Linked DNA regions of Mustela erminea: region 1 is linked to region 2. The links are chromatin contacts, called in public Hi-C maps. All regions are on one chromosome and are shown on one strand. The core of a region is the stretch at or near the end of the contact, and the rest is flanking DNA. Distances in the headings are between cores, read along the strand shown.

What was found. Hi-C and Micro-C count contacts between places; a contact is called where the count stands out from the background.
Region 1: a Hi-C map of spleen shows a contact between it and region 2, with 6 times the contacts expected there. The contact joins the promoter of GAR1 here to the promoter of SEC24B in region 2. A contact is called at or near these places in 2 of 3 Hi-C or Micro-C datasets (fibroblasts and spleen).

Annotation. Positions count from the first base shown.
Region 1 is chr2:66,708,554-66,714,504 of mMusErm1.Pri, reverse strand. It overlaps GAR1 (H/ACA ribonucleoprotein complex subunit 1), which reads right to left and starts at 2,817. Exons shown (of 7, transcript XM_032333144.1): 1 at 2,615-2,817; 2 at 1,955-2,161; 3 at 341-495. The coding sequence starts at 2,150.
Region 2 is chr2:66,372,269-66,378,199 of mMusErm1.Pri, reverse strand. SEC24B (protein transport protein Sec24B) reads right to left here and starts at 1,970. Exons shown (of 23, transcript XM_032333128.1): 1 at 1,782-1,970. The coding sequence starts at 1,908.

The DNA of each region.
Region 1 (5,951 bases), core at 1,568-4,067, 340 kb before region 2:
TTGTTTTTAAAACTTTTAATTCCACACTACTCCTGTGGCATCATCATAATCAAAACAAAGTACCTTAATCCTGTAGCACTTATCCAAATGGCAATCATTTCTAAAACCTTCCAAAAAAGGAAGTCACTCTTATAGGGTCTTTTCTTTTCAATATTTGGAAATACATCCTCCTCTCTTGATTCTCCTTTATGGTCCAATCATAGCAATATTCTGTCCAATTTAATGAAGCAGGAAGTCTAATTAAATCAGGACTTAGCTCCAGAAAAAGCAAATGGTAACCTTCGAATGAGATCACTGGGTAATAATTAATTAATTAATTTAATCTAATTAAAAAGGATACAAAATCTCTAAGTTGTCCAAATATTTCATCCACTTTACCAATCTGTTCTTTGTTCTCTAAATAAACTGGAGCATTGAAATAAGGCACCTTATTTTCATCTGTAGTACATTTACAAACTATGTCATCTTCACAGGGATGCAGGAACTCTCCTAATACTGAAATAGGACAAGAAAATGTTAAAATATAAAACAATTTCAAATGATATTGACTAACATCATCTGGAAGCTTTCTTCTTGGGTACCTGGGATTTCACTTTATCTGTTCTCCTCTGAGGCCAAAAAGAAAAAAAAAAAAAAGCCCAAAACTCCACACTAGCTATGTGAACTGCGGTAAGATTCTTATCTCTCTGTTTCAGTGTCCCTGTCTTTAATAAGGACTAATAACAGTACCAACACCTAACATACAGTATTATGAGGAATAAACACAATAATAAATGTCAAGTGCTAAGAAAAATGCCTGGCACATTAAGACCAACCTGTAACAGGTGTTTTATTATAATAATAACTATTATATTAAACACCATGCTTACACTCTACTGTCTCTTTTCATTTCCACAGTCCCTAACCGTAAATCAAGTCTTTGTTCTTTTTCTCCTCCCCTTTTATAACTTCCCATTACCGCCTCTACATCAATGACTCTTCACTCATTTTCAGAGAAGTGTGGGATCTCAAAATAACATTATTTCTGACTATCACCCCATACAAAAATACTCATCACCTGCAAAACCAATTCTTCATCCCTATCACCCAAGCTCAAAACCTGGAACCTTTTATTCCCAAGAATTATCCAAGTTCTACTGAATTTGTTTCCACTGGAATCTCTCTCCCATCAAACCCTTCCTTTTTTTCCCCTCACTTCCATCCCCCTCACAGTGCACCACGCCTGGATCATTGCATGCTGGGGGGCTAGGACCTATGACTCTACCTTTTGCACTCTTGAAACCATGTTGCACAACTGCTTTTGAGGCCCAACCTCGTCTTTATATTAAACTCTCTTCATCATTTCTCCTTTTTGATGTAGGTTTCTCCTGTCCAATCTGTGTCACATTCCACGGCTTCCATCCCACCTCATTGATAATTACTTCAAAACTACTCTAATTAGGTCTTTTTCTTGGCTTCCCTTCTATAGTTTCCGTTCCAAGCAATTTATTTCACACTTCTCTTACTTATGAACAGCAACTGAGAGCATGGGCTTTGGAGTCAGAAAAGCTTTGTATCTCAAACTGACCACTTTATTACTATGATCCCAGAGTTAAAGAAACCTAACTCTGAATCACAGTTTTCTTACCTGTAAAACGGGAACAACAGGAGTAAATACACAATACTACCTACTTAATAACTTCGTTTTCAGCCCAAGCTCAATTTCCACCTCCACGTACGCATTCTACGTGTTCTTTCACGTGTTCTTTCATGCTTTCGTGCTTTCTTCATCTTCCCTTTCTCATCACAGCAATAAAGCATTATTTTAAGTCAGTTTACAGCATCTCCAGAACTGACTCCCCAACCAAGCAGCAACTTCCGTAGGAGAGCTGCTAGAGGTATCTTTCAGCATGTAACCCCCGAACTTAAACCCATAACCTCCGCCCCAAGCAGGCTAAGATTTAAGGCGACATACAAACTACATGTTCCGGAGGTCCTTGGTCTTGGCCTTTGTTAAAGCCTCCGCGGCCACCTCCTCGTCCAAATCCTCCTCGGCCGCCACCGCCGCCTCTGAAATTCCCGCCTCCGCCTCGGAAATGGTTGTTGCTGCCGCCGCGATTGAAACCGCCACCTCGATTAAAGCCCCCCCGGCCTCCTCCTCGAAAAGACATGCTTACTTTACCTGTTGAGAAAAAAAAAAAAAAAAAGTGCGTACCACTGGGTCACTGTGCCGTCTGGGTGCACCACCTAACCCCCTCTGAGCCACGCTCAGAACACCATACGGGGGGACAATAATAAATACAGCAACCTTGCCACCTCACGCACGACCAAGTCGCTAGAGATGAACCTAAAGGGTGAGGAGAGTCACCTCCCCAGAGCCTGTGCGCGCTGACCGGACCACTCAGCAGCCTCGGCGTCCCCGCTTAGTACCTCCTCCCAGAGCAGGCAGGAAGGTCTTCACAACGCATTCCCTTCCTCCCCCCAACCCTCCCTCAGCTGGGTTCCGCATCCAGCCATTTTCGGACCCTTCTGCTCCCTACTCCAACTCACCGACGCCACGTGCACCTCCAGCCCCGCTGAGCACGCCCACCTGCCCTGTACTTCCGCTACACACGAGCCTCCTCGGCCACCGTACCCGCACACACTGAGGGCGAAGCGAGGAGGGGTGTGGTGCGGTGGGAAACGGCAAGAAACTCGGAGGACTGGTTTACAAAAAGCCAATCACCGGCAGAACCCCGGGCGCCGTCGCCTTTCAGAACAGCCTTTTCCGCTGGAAGAGCAGCAATACTATCTGATCCAACCCCAGTTCACGACAGGTCAACTTGCCTTCACCTACGTAGGAAGTGACGTATAATAGTGGCGTCCTTTGAATGCAAAGAAGTTGCAGGAAGTACCATCCCGCTGTTGCCCTGGGAGATGGCTGGCGTTAGTGATCCGCCGCCTCTCCCGGGAGCCTGCGGGTTCTAAGTGGCGGGGGACTGGCCGTGAGCCCTGGCTTTTCAGGCCGTGAAATGGTCTCCTCGTTCGTCAATTCATTGCCAGCCGCAGCAACTCTGCAGCCCACATCTCTGAGGAATTTTCAGCTGCGCTCTGCCCAAAGGTGGATCTGGTGGCATTGCAACCCCGTGCAAGGTCTTCCTGCGTTCTTGGGAGCGCTTGTTTCTCCCGGACCTTTTGAAGTATGTACGATTGTGAGCTGACTGCGCCTGTCCTCTCCTACGGTTTCATCAGTTAAAGGAAGAAAAGCTCGGTGTATGTGTTTCTTAAAAATATTTTTTTCTTTAAAAGTATATTTTATGTCATTGGGGAGGGTATGTGCTTTGGTGAGTGCTGTGAAGTGTGTAAACCTGGCGATTCACAGACCTGTACCCCTGGTGATAAAAATATATGTTTATAAAAAAATAAAAATTTTTTTAAAAGTATAATTTGTGACAAAAGCCAAATATTTTTATCTTTTGCACCAAAAGGTTTATTGTCAAGTTGTTTTTGTTTTTGTTTTTAACATGCTTTAGTTAAATAATCTCTACACCCAACGTGGGGCTCCAACACACAACCGGGAGATGGAGCGTGGCAGGCTCTTCCAACTGAACTAGCCTGGAACCCCTGTCCAGTACACTTAGCACTGACAGACTCTGGGCCGTCTGTGCTGCAAGCCCCTCTTCCCCTTTAAGCCCTTGATATCTAATTTCAGCTTCCAGTGTAATTTCTTTTCCAAAGAAAGCTAGTGAACCATTTATTAAATTTGGGTGGTATCTTTTTTTTTTTAAGATTTTATTTATTTATTTGACAGACAGAGATCACAAGTAGGCAGAGAGGCTGGCAGACAGAGAGGAGGAAGCAGGCTCCCTCCTGAGCAGAGAGCCTGATGGGGGGCTGGATCTCAGGACCCTGGGATCATGACCTGAGCCGAAGGAAGAGTCTTTAACACACTGAGCCATCCAGGGGCCTCTGGATGGTATCTTTTACACCAGAATTGTCTGAGACCTTACCTTGGTATTTGACACAGTCGAATACTGTGCCTCTGAAAGGGCAGAGATTGGTACCTACTTCAGAGGCTAATTTTGATTTGGATACAACGTTGTAAACTTCACTATGAAATGCTAGAAATCACAATGTCTTCTACACTAATACATAAACTTCTTGAGAAAGCCCCTAACAATCCTATGTATGAAAGGAACTTAATAAGTATATTTTTTATTCAGATTTGGTAAATGTACTTTAAATTCTGTAGATCATATAGAAAATTACTCTTGACTGCCTTGCTCTATTTTGAGAGAGTAATACTTAGGATCGTATCTTGAAGTTGTTTAATATCTAAGGTTAGATTATCACCATAATGGTTAGTAATATGTCGGCGAATTTTGCTCCAAGATACTTATGATTCATTATAGGCATGGGGAGTAACTCAGAAAGAAGAAACATTCCAATCACATAAAATATGAAGTCTAAGCTTTATATTCTGAAGATCATCTCCTATATATATCATGGCTGTTTCTAAATCAGAGACACGTTCATCTAATTTTTGATCTATGAACGTCTGTTGATTCCAGGCCTTGCTAGCATTCTCATGCCATTTCTGTACAAATTGTGTAGTCTGTACAGTTTGATGCAAGGCCATTCCTGCAGTGGTAGCTGTAGCAGTATGGCTGTAATTCCTAGAATAGCTGTTGTAAGTAACCCAACAAATCTTTTTGTTCTATGAACCCAATTCTTCAATACTGTTAAAAGTATATGTACGTCTGGAGAACTTTCCCAAACATGGTGGTGTTTCACCGGCAGCCAAATCCCTATTCTTCTTCTAGCTAAAAGAATGACAGAATTGTCTTTATAAACATTCCTATCTACACAGGTGAACATCTTACAGTTTAGACAGTCTATTTCTCTATTACTATGAATAAAAGTCATTTTGCCAATAACAAAAACATAGGGATCTCTAACACAAGCTCTTACCCATTCTTCATCCATGAGGAAAAAAGAAAATGCATAATTATTAGACTGATGAATGTAAGAGCCATTCCAAACTCTTACATGACTTAAAGCAGTAGTAACCTTCCATAAATTCTTTTGTCTTTTATGATAATCAACAAAAGGAGATGGCATAGAAAGTCCTTGCCCAAGCCACACCAGAGGTGCATCTCCTGAAGCTAAGGTTTGCAGTAAAATGGGATCATCAAAAACTTGCCATTTTAACTTCCGATGAGTGGAGCAGGGTTCCCCAGTGCAATTGGTGACTGCCATCCCCATAGGGGACCAGTCCCATACAATTCCGTAGGAATCATTAATAACAATACTGGGGTGAGCTGCTCTACAATCCTTCCATAAAGGGCGAATTCCCTCATCTGACCACATCTGTGTTGGTTTGCATTTGGGAATAGGGGGTGCTGCGTTATAGCTAGGACCCTGGTATTTGTAGGCTTGGAATCCTTTAACGGAGAGTAAATGTAACTGAGCTTTAGTCAAATAACTATTAGTAGGAAGGTCCACCAACCATCTCTGATCACCAGGAACAAGGCAGCTGGAATGATTGCCGATACATATTAGCCTATTTTGATATCCAAAAGTAAGATTAATATTTGTGCCCTGTTTGCCCATTGTTGAAACACTGTCCTTTAAATTTTCCTGTGGTCAGAGCAGCCATTGCTTGAGCTAACAAATCAGCTCTACAGGTCTCTGTTCCTACTCCTTGACATAGCTTAATATAATCTGTCAATGTTCCCTTGCCTTTAAAGGGTGCTAGCAACTTCTTACAATCAGAATTAGCATTCTCATAAGCCAACAGTTGCATAATGGTATCCACAGCCTCAATATTATTTGTCTGTCTTCTGACAGCCTCTTGTAATCTTGCAATAAAATCAGTATAGGGCTCCCTTGGACCCTGTACCACCTTTTGAAAAGAAGAGCACTTATCTCCCGGAGATTCTATTCTCTCCCATGCTCTCAAACAGCAACGCCGGAACTGCTCAACAGCTTGA
Region 2 (5,931 bases), core at 721-3,220:
TTTGCCACTTTTAAAAAATCATTCACAGGGCACCTGGGTGGCTCAGTGAGATAAAGCCTCTGCCTTGGGCTCAGGTCATGATCCCAGGATCCTGTGATCCAGCCCCACATCAGGCTCTCTGCTCCTGGGAGAGCCTGCTTCCTCCTCTATTTCTCTGCCTGCCTCTCTGCCTACTTGTGATCTCTGTTAAATAAAATCTTAAAAAAGAATCATTCACTAACAAAATAATGCATACCCAGAAAATCAAGAAAAGACAATCCTTGCATCACTGTTAAACATGGGTTTACAATACTCCAAAAGACTTGCAATCTCTCCTTAAAAAAACATGTGCTAGTTCCTTTACACAGAAGACCGTTTAAAAGGAAAAACAACAATTTATATCAAGTTTACAAGGACAAACACTGCTCAGAAATATCTTTATGAATGTTCAGGACAGGAACACAAAATGTACTACACTGTTCACTCTACACCCTCGTAAACAATGACCACTAGAAGTAAAGCATGTAATATTGACAAGTATGGCTGATCCAAAGGATAGCCGGCTCAAGACATCACTTTTATGGGGGAAAAAAAAAAATTCAACCTCTGATACTCAGGATAAACGGTATTCATGTTTGAAAAGCGTCAGCTGAAAAACCACATAGTGGCTGAACTGATTTATATAGTCCAGTGAATTTCCATTAACAATTTGGACAAAACAGGTCAGTCTAACAACTGTTTGAAAAGTACTAGTGTAGTTTTGTTCTCTTACAAAAACAGGGCCTTTTTCATGACTTTCGACGGTTCTCACCTAAAATACTATCAAGTTCTCACTAACATTCAGATCCCAATGATCAGGGAATAAATATCCTAGAAACGATCGTTTTTCACTTGAATCTCCCGCATACTAAAAATGCTACGACTTTAGCATGAACGCGGCTTTCAGGTCGCACTGGCTGCTGCCTGTGTGAAGGCCTTGGAAGCTTCCCTCCAAGCGGGGCCAACTCTAGCATGCTGTCGTCTTTCTGAAAGTGGAGCTGGCGGAACCCCCCCCCCCCCCCACACACACACCATCTAAAGGTGTTCGTTTAAATCCGTCTGACACCTGCTCCCTTTCCAACACCACAAGCAGGCTCCGAACGCCAGAGCGGCAGCCGCAGCAGCAATGACAGAGCCTGCGGCCGAACTGGGTCAGGATTACGGTTACACTTGTGTTGCATATTTACACCCTTTTGTCTACAAACTTGAGCGCTAACTTAAGTTCCCTTCAAGGCAACGTGCTCGCTGGGCCGCAGAAATCAAAGCAATTTTCCTGAGACGGGAAGGGCACAATCCGTGCAGCTCGCGGGCTACACCAGGCTTCCCCAGACCGCGCACTCCGCGGCCTCGGCTTCTCGCCGGCGAAAGGGTCGTTCGGGGCAACTCGCCGGCGCTCAGGCCGGGTTACGAGGGTTTTTTAAAGCGGACCTGGGCCCCTCCTTGTCCACCTCCCCTACTAACCCCGGACGCCTTCGGGCCTAGGGTCACATTACGTAAACAGCCCCGGCCCCAGCTCTCCCGGGTCGGCCCCCGCCCCCGCGCCAGGGCGCCCGTCCCCTCCCCCCCGCGCCCCGCACCCCGCGCCCCCCCCACGGTCCGCCCCCAGCTTATTAGCCTCGTCCGCTGTCCCCTCACCTTCGCCCCCACCCCCGGCATCCCCCGCCCCATCAACCCTCTGGGCCCGGCCCGGTGTGTCCTGAGCGGCCGCGCAGGCTGCCCCGCCGGCGCTAGGCCCCGCGCTCCGCTGGGGCGGGCCGCCTCACCGTTCTGCTGGTGCGGCGCCGGGCCCGGGCCTGCGGGCGTGGCGGCTCCTGAGGCTGTGGCTCCGCCAAGCTTGGGCGAGATCCGGGCGCTGGCGGCCGGATGAGGGGACTCGGCGGGGGCCGACATGACGGCGCGGCTGGCGGCGGCGGCTCCGCTTCGGGGAGGTGGGCGGAGGGAAGGGAAGGCGGGGCCGGAGAGGCGAAAGGAAGAGGAAGGAACGCGCCCCGCGTCACCGAGGGAGTCGCCCGGGACCGCGGCCGGGCGTGCCGGCGCTGCACCGCGGAGCCAAGCTGGGCCGCCGCGAGTGCCGCGATCTGGCCTCTGGCCCCTGACGCCTGGTCAGTCCCGCCCGGCGGTGCTGCGCGCTCCCAACGCTGAGTGCGAGGTTCTAGCCTCGGGTCGGTCCCCGCACCGCGGGCCTCGGGCCGCCGCTGCAGCGCCCCCTGCCGGCGGAAGCCCGGCGCTTTCAGGCCCAAGGCGGAGCGGCGGGGCCGCGGCCTCACTGCCAACTTGGCGACAACGGCTCCGGCCTCGGCATAGCCAGGGTCGCTGTGAGGCGGGGGGGATGGACCCCGGTAGGAGAAGGAAACCTGGGCCGGCTCCCACCGGTGCGGAGGCTGGGCGCGCGGCGAGCCTGGCGCGACGTTGCTGGGAGGGGGATCCGAGAGCCGCGGGGTGACATCCGGAGCCCGGGGGCCACGCTGCACCGGACTGACCCCACCCACCCGTCCTCCCTTCCCCCGAAAGAGAACTCTGGATTCGGTTTTGGTTTTTAATCCTGAATTTACCCCCCTTACTTTTAACTAAAGGAAATAGGAGTTTCAGGGTCCCTGAATTCCCAGGGAATTCTAACCCTCGGCAGAGGAGAAGGAAACATTTCTCTTTGATAAGCACAAGAATCGAGATAATATTCTAAACTTTTCCCGCCGAGTTAAACCTGGAGAAAAGGGAAGGAGAAAACAGTAAGAGAAACTGGAGGACAAGCTTTATCTTTATGATATTTGCCAAGGGTAGCTTCATTCTTTTGATGTTTAGGAAAGAAGCTCCAGCATCCGAAGCAAAAATTCAGTTTGCTTCCTCTACATTGAAATTTTTGAATCCCTGACCTGTCCCAGCGTGCTAACAGGCAAGCAAGTCTTGGACTACATTAGCCAAGTCGTCTCGCCATCTTGGAATTCTGAGTATGCTACCATCACTCTGTATTCGAAATGAAATTGCTCAGAAACATCATTGAACTCGAAATGGGATCTAGCAAGATATTTCTGGAGTGATAAGTCTAATTTACTGAATTAATTACGGAGATCGTGTAGTGTGTTCCGAAATAATGCAAAGCTTGCCTCTCCTCATTGCCATAAATTAATGGTACTTGGTGCTTTAATGACCCAAATGGACTACAAATAGGATTTCAGTGGTTGGGTTTGTACTTTTGGGTTTTAGGATTTTCAACGATATATCACACTCCACTGAGACAAAAGGGGGAAGCTGTTTTCCAACACTTTTCCAGGAGTTTTTTGAAAAAAGGTTCAGAAGAAAAACTCCTGGATAAGGGCTACCATTATGAGGGTAAGGGAATAAATAACGAGGCAATTGGTATTGGGCCCCTGAATGTATTTCCTGGGTCTAGGAATCCCATTTTCATCACAGGTATATGGAATGAAGGTGAGCCCTGTTACTTTAGGGGTGACTCCTAACGAGGTGGGCTGGGACCATATGTTTCCGCAGATCTTCCCCACAGTCTTTACAACCTAAATTGCTTCCACTTTGTCCACTAATTCACTGTAGTTTTTTCTAGTATGGTTATAAGAATCTTTTGCATGTCAGATCCTACAACCTTTTAAAAAATGTTATTTCACTCCATTACTTTAAGTTCCATGACTGCCATCAATGGAGAAAAATAGGGAAAAGAGGAAGGATTGAATGAATACTTAACCATGTACCAGGCACTGTACTAGTCACTTGAACATTTCGTCCTCACAATAACTCTACAGGATATTTTTCTTATCTCCACTTTACCAGAAGAAACTAAGGCTTAATAGAGTTCAAGTTATCTTAGTAAAAATCATGAACCAGTAGCAGAACCAGAGACCAAACCAAGGTCTATTTAGCTCCACAATCTTTGTTCTTTCACTACAAATTCTGCTGGGTTCCTTTACGTTTTTCTTCATAAAGCTATGCTAATTATGATGTACTATTTTGCTTGTCAAAGGATTTTCAGTTTTACATATTTAAAATTTGTTCCAGTATTCTTTAGAATGGTGGATCTCAAAATGTTTGAAATGCAAATTATTAGGTCCCACCCAGGACCTACTGAACTCTGGACAGGGCACCCAACAGCAGTCTCTCCTGGTGATTCTGACACACAGGAGAACAGGAGAAACACTGCTTTTGAGCAGCAAAGTTAAGCTGAATTGGTTCGTTGTTTTATTTAACATTAAGAGGTGATGCTCTTTTTCTTCAGGACATCTCTTCAAATTTTTTTTAAAGCAATCATTAAAAGTCACAGTTTTTAGATGTGCGAATACACATCTAAATACAGAAATGCCAAATGTAGTAGGGCCTGTGTCAGTTCTGAAATGATGGGCAGTTTGGAGGCAAATGCTGACTCCAAGTCTGTGTTCAGTGGGAAAGTGCTATAATTGAAATTAAGCCCTTCTGCAGGTACAGGAGGGACGTTTTTGCTGAGTGTGAAGTTCTGACACATGCACCACTATTTGTCACCCCTAACTTGGGAGTCCTATTCTCTATAACAGAAGGTGCAAGAGATTTCACAACTAAAGACCAGTGTGTATCTCAGAAGATGATAGTCCAATTCTTTCTGTATCTTCCTCAGACAGTTTTTGTTTGTTTTTTTTTTAATTCTCTAGTTTTTAAATCCTGTTTGACCTGTTTGACTTTGTGGAATACCTTTTCTCTCTATTTATTTATTATTATTTTTTAAAGATTTTATTTATTTATTTGACAGAGCAAGATCACAAGTAGGCAGAGAGGCAGGCAGAAAGAGAAGACGAAGCAGGCTCCCCACTGAGCAGAGAGCCCGACTCGATCCCAGAACCCTGAGATCATGACCTGAGCCGAAGGCAGACGCTTAACCCACTGAGCCATCCAGGCGCCCCCACCTTCTCTCTTTTAGAAACTTTCCTTATTAGGTGTCCCTTCCCCCAATATGAAAAATTATTTTCTTCTTTCTCTTCCTCTATCTGGTATATTTACACATTTAGTGCATTTTTAGTAGGCCCACACTTTGAGTAGCAAGGTTATATCTGAACATCAAAGACATAGCTAAGATCCTAAAAGAAAAAAGAAATGGGATTATTAGGCAAATAGTTATCACCTAGCCTGTGCACAAAAGTACGTGCAGGAAATTCTCTCAGGTTCTTACTTAGAATATTTGGCTATTATTTTAGATCTACAGTACTGTAATTTCGATACTTCTCCAGCCCATAGCAAGTTAGAAACAATGAATCACAAGGCCAGGGAAAGAGCTGTTATTGATACAGACACATTGAGAGCAACAATTGCTATTGGCAAAATAAATACAGGAAAGACAAAAAAAATTGGTAAAATGGAAGAACTGAAAATGCACAGCAGTCTGAAGCAATTAGTTAAATTGAACAACCGTATATATTCCACTGGGAATATGATAAACGTGGCCCACAAGTCTGCCATCTGAGAATTTCTAACCTGCTATTCTGAAGGAAATTGAATGAATGGAATTCTCATTTACTGAGCACCTACTATATAACTTGGAATCTCTTTAGAATAGCTGTCTCTCTACACATACACACACACAGAGATATACAGCAGCAAGGATATACATCCTATTTTAGAACACTTAGAAATTCTTACATATGATTAGGCTAGGTTCCTAAAGCACCGTTCTTTCTAAGCCCCAATATTCGCAAGTCCTGAGTAAGTAGAAAGGTTTATCTCCTGGGCCATATATGCATGTCCACCAAACAGAAAGTTGAGTCACCTCTTTGAAGTTTTAGGAGCAAGCTTACTCTTCTCTTTTTTTTGCCTGTAGCAAATGATAAGTGGTGCCTCTCAAACTTCAGTGTATATATGAAACACTTTGAGAATCTTGTTAAAAGGCAGTTTCTGATTTGGTGGATTTGGGGATATCATGAGATTCTGCATTTCTTTCTTCTT